2 separate regions of the Mus musculus genome follow, and region 2 is linked to region 1. The links are chromatin contacts, called in public promoter capture Hi-C maps. All regions are on one chromosome and are shown on one strand. The core of a region is the stretch at or near the end of the contact, and the rest is flanking DNA. Distances in the headings are between cores, read along the strand shown. Region 1 holds the start of Crk (v-crk avian sarcoma virus CT10 oncogene homolog). Region 2 holds the start of Supt6 (SPT6, histone chaperone and transcription elongation factor).

The links. Promoter capture Hi-C pulls out the DNA fragments that hold promoters and counts their contacts.
Region 2: a promoter capture Hi-C map of pre-B cells shows a contact between it and region 1, with 2.9 times the contacts expected there. The contact joins the promoter of Supt6 here to the promoter of Crk in region 1. A contact is called at or near these places in 1 of 39 promoter capture datasets (pre-B cells) and 1 of 115 datasets of contacts at active chromatin or transcription factors (embryonic stem cells).

The regions. Positions count from the first base shown.
Region 1 is chr11:75,677,495-75,681,090 of GRCm38.p6, forward strand. Crk (v-crk avian sarcoma virus CT10 oncogene homolog) reads left to right here and starts at 1,765. Exons shown (of 3, transcript NM_133656.5): 1 at 1,765-2,170. The coding sequence starts at 1,930.
Region 2 is chr11:78,243,733-78,247,328 of GRCm38.p6, forward strand. Supt6 (SPT6, histone chaperone and transcription elongation factor) reads right to left here and starts at 1,971. Exons shown (of 37, transcript NM_009297.2): 1 at 1,816-1,971. Sdf2 (stromal cell derived factor 2) reads left to right here and starts at 2,014. Exons shown (of 3, transcript NM_009143.3): 1 at 2,014-2,438. The coding sequence starts at 2,264.

The DNA.
Region 1 (3,596 bases), core at 515-3,014:
CCCAGGCCACACATAAATAAGTAAATACATAAGTAAATAAACATAAAAAATAACAGAATATGGAAAACAAAAAGATCCTTGCATAGGGGTGCACACCTGCAACCCCAGCACTCTGGAAGTGAAAGTAGGAGGATCAGAAGTTGAAGGTCATCCACAGCTCTGTAGTGAATTGGAGGCCAGCATATAAGAGTATGCAATAGTAAATGAATGAATATGCCTTCCTGGGGGGGGGGGGCAAAGGCAGACTGGTGTCTGACAGTTTGAGGCCAGGCTAATGTACACAGCAAGTTCTAGGCCACCCAGAACTGCATAGTGGGACCTTGTCTAAACAAACAAACAAACAAACAAACAAACCAAATCTCTCTTTCCTTTTCACTTATCCTGGGAATTGGATTTGTTGTTTCCCAGAGTCTCTTGTAAGGTCTTGCCTTGAAGCTCAGCTGTCCTGAAAAGGGAGAGAGGATAGTCATTTGCCCCAAAGGGCCAGAATTTACACTGGATGGCTTCTGCTGCTAGTTCCTGGTGACTAAGCTAGATCAAGATGAGTCACTGGTAACAAGGAAGGGGCCCTTTTCCCTGCTGTCTCTCCCAGGGCTGGCCCAGACTATGGGTGGGAGCTCTGGAAGGCCGGAGCTATTGACTAGGCTAAGGATAACTTTGGTTTTGTAGTGAGACCGGGTCTCACTATATACAAAACACAGTAGTAACAGCTATGCAATGGTGGCACACACCTTTAATCCCAGCACTGGGAGGCAGAGGCAGGTGGATCTTTGGGTTCGAGGTCAGCCTGGTCTATAAAGTGAATTCCAGGATAGCAAGAGCTATACAGAGAAACCCTTCCCTCCCCCATTTTTTTATTAATTTTTTGAGATAGATGAAGATGATCATGAAGGAAGTAAAAGTAGGAGATACACCTGGCTACAACTGAGAGTTTAAAAAAAAATCTGGCTGGTGGATATGGGAGCCCCAATAGAGAGAACTCCATTTTTTTTTTTTTTTTTTTTTGGCCTGGCTGGGCATTTTGTTTTCTTTGCCTTGAGTACCCTTCCCCACTTCATTTAACATCCTACCATTCACCCTAGGTCATCTTATCTGTGGACCCCTTCCTCTTATTTGTTTTGGTTTTATAATACAGGGCCTCAGACTCACAGGGATCCTCCTGTCTCAACTCCTGAGAGGTTGGGATAACTGTCATGAGTCACTTTACCCAGCCCTTGGGTCTCTCCAGGACTACTTAGTTGATTTCCTTGTGTTTCTGCCCCCCCCCCGCCCCCATAGCAGATGTTGTTTCCTGGTCCCTCCCATAGGTGTGTGAATTCAGTGACTTAAAGCCAGTCTGGGTCAGCACTGCACCTGCGCGGCAAATGCGGTATCTGTGGCTGCTCATAGATAACAAGAACTTCAGCTGACCTCGGGGGAAACCGAAGGAAACACGGGGAAAAGACCAGCAAGTCAGGGAGCTTTGAGGGCGACTATCATCCTCGGACCACATCATCTTTTTTAACTTCAGTCCTTTTCTTGGTGTTGCTACTTGTAGGTTCTGGGAGAAAAGACCGGCCGCTACCAATCTGTCAAACACGGATCAGTCAATTTGTAGGTTGAGGCTCCGCCCCTTAGACCTAGACTCCGCCTCCCCATCCTCCGCGGTTGGGGTCTGGGCCTGGCGGCGACGCCCAGGACGCCGCATGCGCACTGAGGGCCCCAAGGACTCCGTTTCCCTTCTCCCAATGGCGGGCGTCGGTCCCCTTCCCGGCAGCCTCCCTCGGGTAGAGGGCGCGTCATTTCCGGTGGGGAAGGCCCGCGGCCGCCGCCGCCATTTCGGGCGCTGCTGGGAGGCTGACACCGGAGCCGGTCCGCTGGGCGGCGGGCGCCAGGGCTGGAGGGGCGCGCGTGCCGGCGGCGGCCCAGCGTGAAAGCGCGGAGGCGGCCATGGCGGGCAACTTCGACTCGGAGGAGCGGAGTAGCTGGTACTGGGGCCGCCTGAGCCGGCAGGAGGCGGTGGCGCTATTGCAGGGCCAGCGGCACGGGGTGTTCCTGGTGCGGGACTCGAGCACCAGCCCCGGGGACTATGTGCTTAGCGTCTCCGAAAACTCGCGCGTCTCCCACTACATCATCAACAGCAGCGGCCCGCGCCCTCCAGTGCCTCCGTCGCCCGCTCAGCCTCCGCCGGGTGAGGGACAGGCGGGTGGGAGGCCCGGGCGGGGGTGAGGGCCGTAGAACCCTGGTCTGCTGCAGGAGGGACGTGGGCAGAGAGGGCTAGAGTGAACCTGGCGGGGGAGCTGTCTTCTGAGCAAGCTGGTTCCCACCGATGAGCGGGATTGTGGGGGAGGAGGAGCTGCTCACCGAGGCCTCTGGGTGTGCCTTGGGAGCCGGGGAAGGGGAACTGCTGCGGCCCCGGGGTGGGGCTGGGCGCCAGGGTCAGGCCCAAGGGCAGGGCAGGGCTAGGCAACTTGGGGACAATGAGTTAATGGGGATGTTACGGGGACATCATTTGGCAGTGGTACTCAGAATGGCTCTGCTAATCCTACAAGTGGCTTTTAGGCTTGAAACGTTTCCTGCAGTGTTAGAGCCGGGTTTGGCCATACTCCCCTGGTGGCCTTCGGTAGGAAGTCACCACGTACTGACTGGCTGGCTGGGAGGGATGGAGACACCCTCAGGAAGCCGGTCAGCTTTTTCCTTTCTTGGGCATTTTTCCAAAATATCTTTACCGTGCTCTTCCCTTGTGGAAGGTGGTGAACTAAGTGACTTGGTGATAGAAAAAAAATCCTTCTGTGACCAGCCCCGCGTAATTGAAGCCTAGCAGGCAAATTGTGTCCAAGAGGTTTTAAGTGTCCAAAAAAACTGCCCGCTGCAACTAGAGTTTCTAGTTTCAAAGTGATTAGTGGAGGAAGATTTTTTTCCTTTAGAAAACAAACAAACAAACAAACAAACAGGCATAAGCCAGTGAGAACAACCTTGGAAGTGAATGGCACTTCATTCTCCCTGGATTTACTTAAAAAGTGTCAGACACGTACTTCTGGGTCTTTTCTTGCTCTCTAAGTTGGTGTTGTGGTCAAAATCTTCCAGGATATGAGAACAGACCTGGCTAGCAGATAAACACCAAGAATAATTATCCCACTGTTTCCTCGTCAAGGACCATTGAGTTTTAACTGTCTTAGCTGTCTTATTGCAGTTGTCTTGGCAATGTTAAGGGAATTCATGCACTTAGCCCTTGACGTTTATGAGATGAACAGTGATTCTGAGATTTCTGTTGTCTCTGTGTATAACAGCACCAAGCTTCTTGCTTTCTGGATGTTTGAAGTGTAAGCTTTTTCCTTCTAGAGCTGAGCTAGTCTCATGAATGGAGACTCACTGGTTAGCCTTGTAGCAGACTTGCATTTTTGGGATAGCTCTAATTTAGATTTACTCCCTTTGGCCACAAAGTGGGATTCGACGGTTCTTTGTGTTAGCACACAAGTTAAGGGGAAAATTTGAGTATTGAAGTCTTTTTAGTTAACAGATATAGACCTTTCTACGTCTTGTTGTTTTTTTTTTTTTTAAGATTTATTTATTATATGTAAGTACACTGTAGCTGTCTTCAGACACACCAGAAGAGG
Region 2 (3,596 bases), core at 721-3,220, 2.6 Mb after region 1:
GGATGGTGGTGGCACAAGCCTTTAGTCCCCAGTACTCAGGAAGCAGATCTCTGTGGATTCAAGGACAACTAGAAAGAGTGATTCTGTCTTCAAAAACCAAAAAAAGAACTAGAGGGAGTAAATAAGCTTTGATTGGATTTTAGGACTGTTCTACTTTCTGGCTTGATATATCACTTGGTAAGTAAGATTAAGTTCATTTGGAGAGTGTTAATTCTTTGCCAGTCTAAGCTAGGCAGTGGTGGTGCATGCCTTTAATCCCAGCACTTGGGAGGCAGAGGCAGGCGGATTTCTGAGTTCGAGGCCAGCCTGGTCTACAGAGTCAGTTTCAGGACAGCCAGGGCTATACAGAGAAACCCTGTCTTGAAAAAAATAAAAACAACAAAAAATACTTTACCAATCTAATCTAGTCTAATCTAATAGTCACACAAGCCAACCAAATAAAATAAGCCTGTAGTGGTGGGACACTAGGCATGGAGAGGGGCTCTAAACTCGTGGTTGAAGGGAGAGCTGTTTTTGAGACAGGGTCTACAAATGCAACCAAAACGTAAATTCCATGATCCTCCTGGCTCAGCTTCTCCATTGTTGCTATAATTGTTTTGTAACTAAAACACTGAAGACTCACAAACTGTGAGTGTTCAACAATAGAACTAAACTTTTTCTCCCCAAAATTAATTAAATTCAACGACTTCCACACATTGTAGCATACTTCAATGCTGGGGAGGGGGACCAGGCTCCTCCCTTCCTACAGGTTTATGGGCAGTTAACGGTTGCTAGGGGGGAGGGGCTCATCATGAGATCCCACCAACCCTAAGGATCGATAGTAATTCATGGTTGCTGGGGGAGGGGAACATTTTCTTTAGGGTTGTAGCCCAGGCTTCTCTGAATACTTCTTCACCCATGTACTTGTAAACCACCATAAATTAACTAATTGAGGCATACACACACACACACACACACACACACAAATTAATGAAAGTAATAAGTAATGGAGGATTCTGAAGAAGGGGAGCAGCGGGAATGGAGTGGGGCGGGATGAAAAACAAATTACCCTATGACCTTTGTATTACCGTGTCTTTTCATGTAATTATTACAGGAGACCCGCCTCCTAAAGGAAAACAGAAATCGATTCTTTCTGTAATACAGAGGAACTGCTTTACTTAAGATACTCGAGTACCTGATGTCAAACAATACACATTTCTGATTTAACAACCAATTCTAATATTTATGATAGGTCTTTGGCAAGTGTTCGAGGAAATGAATTATACAAGATGGAAGGCTCCAGGTACTTAAGTATAAACTCGCATCTTTAGAAAGGATTAAGGGACTTGCCCATATGTGGAAAAAAAACCGTATAATTACTCAACATTTTGTAAAGAGCTAACATTCAGCACAGTACACCCGCCTCATGGCTGAACTCTCGAAAGCTCAGCAGGACCCAAACGCCGGACTAATTAATCCGATCACCTGATGCCAAGTAAAGAAACCCTTAGGTCTCTCTTCTAGTCCCAATTTTTTGCGTGGCCCAGATTCCAGACGCCGCGGAGAAGATGGGATCCCAGAAAGCCTGTTGATTCAAGAGGTAACCCCAGGTCACAGGTTCCGGGTGGTACCGCGTGGAGAAAGGGCTGGAGACTCTGAGCAATCACGGTACTTTCCTGTCCTTTTCCCCCCTGGCAGATCAGGGAAAGCCAGGGCCCCCTTCCTTCCCGCAGTGGGGCACCCCAAAGCTTCTTCCCTTACGGGACCAGGCCCCAGGAGTCTGGCTCGCCACCTGCGCACCCACACACGCAACACACTCTCCAGGCTGAGCGTTACCTGCTTGAAGGCCGCTGCTTCTCCGCTACGCTAAGCTCCCACCGAAGAAAATGGAGTCGCCGATCAGAGACTGCAAAAGGATAGTCCGGACCCACCGCAAGGGCCCTCCGCAGCCGCCGCCACCACCACCACCACCGTCGCCGCTGCTGCGTTAACGTAGTACGTCACCTCCGGCTCTCTGTCACTGGGAGTGGGAGGGTCATTTCCTGCTGTCTTTTCCCCTCCGGCGTCTAGGGCTTTGGTTCCGAGTCCGCGAACGCCTAAGGAACGCAGCCGCCACAGAGCACCCAGTACAAAGTGAGGTCCCGAAGGCCTCCCGGGCCAGCGTGTTCTTTAAGCCGCTCTCGCCAAAGGAACCATAAAGATTCAGGTTAAGGAGTCTTCTCTTCCATCTTGGCGTAGTTCTACCCTCGGCTTCCGGTTCCGGGGACGGGCCTAATTTTCTTGGATGATTAGTTCTCTCGGATCTAGGATGGCTGTCTTGTCGCTTCTGTTGTTGGGTGGTTTGTGGAGCGCTGTGGGAGCGTCCAACATGGCTGTCGTTACTTGCGGCTCCGTGGTGAAGCTACTCAATACACGCCACAATGTCCGACTGCATTCTCACGACGTGCGCTATGGGTCAGGTACAGAGGGGGACTCACCGCTCTGGGTGGGCTGCCTAGGCCGGGTGAGCCTAGAAGGGGCGGGGCCTCGGAGTCTGAGGGCGTGGTCTGGGAAAGTTAGCCGTGCCCTATTTCTTGAAGAGGACGACGAGTTGCCAAGGAAACTTAGTCCTAATGTTAGTTTCTGTTTGATGAGCTGTGGGCCAAACGTGTTACATATATACTTTCCGGTTTTTAACATTGTATTGAGGACAGATACTAAAGTTATTTTCTTAGGTGAGTAAATAGACCTAGAGATATTGCTCAAAGCCAGCTAGTGAATGATGGAGACAGGGTTTAATCCAAATCTGTGCAGGTTCAAAATCTTTCAGATTCCATGGGCTGCCACTATTTTGTGCTGGAGAGAGGAGCATTTAGAGCAAGACAACATAAGCTGAATCTCAGATTTTAAATGTCACCTATTTTTAGCTCATATTTTTTGACACTCTAACTTAGCAATAACTTTCTTGTAAAGAATTTAAGCATTGACAGACATTGCAGAGGAAAGTCTGTTTTTTATCATGTGCAATTAAAATACTCACTTATTCGTGGGCTCATTCATTTGGCCTAGATTTAAAGAGCACTTTTAGTGTGTCTCGTATTGTTCTAGATACAGGAAATACAGTAGTGAATCAAACAATAAAACAAGACTAATGGGCAGGCGTGGTGGCCTAGGTCTGTAATTGTAGCACTCAAAAGGTTGAAGCAGGATTGTAACTTCAAGATCAGCCTAGCCTATATAGTGGGGGCTGTCTCAAAACAACAGAAGTTCAAAGGCTGGTAATTACTTCAGTGTTAGAGTATTTGCCGAGCATACGGAAAGCTTCTGCCCCCACACTGGAGGAAATAAAGTCATGAAGTTCGACAGGAGGTGTACTTGTGATATAATTTGAATGATTGATGATGCTATTTGCTAGAAAGGAAGTGACCTTCTAAGATGGTTAGTCTGTTCACAACTCTCAGAACCTGTCTTACCAGTTTAGTCCAGGGAGTATGTAGTCTTTACATTCCTAACCACCTCATTCAGTAAACACCTACTCAGGCTTACTACATTCTTTTTTTTTTTTTTTTTCTTTTTCTCGAGACAGGGTTTCTCTGTGTAGCCCTGGCTGTCCTGGAACTCACTTTGTAGACCAGGCT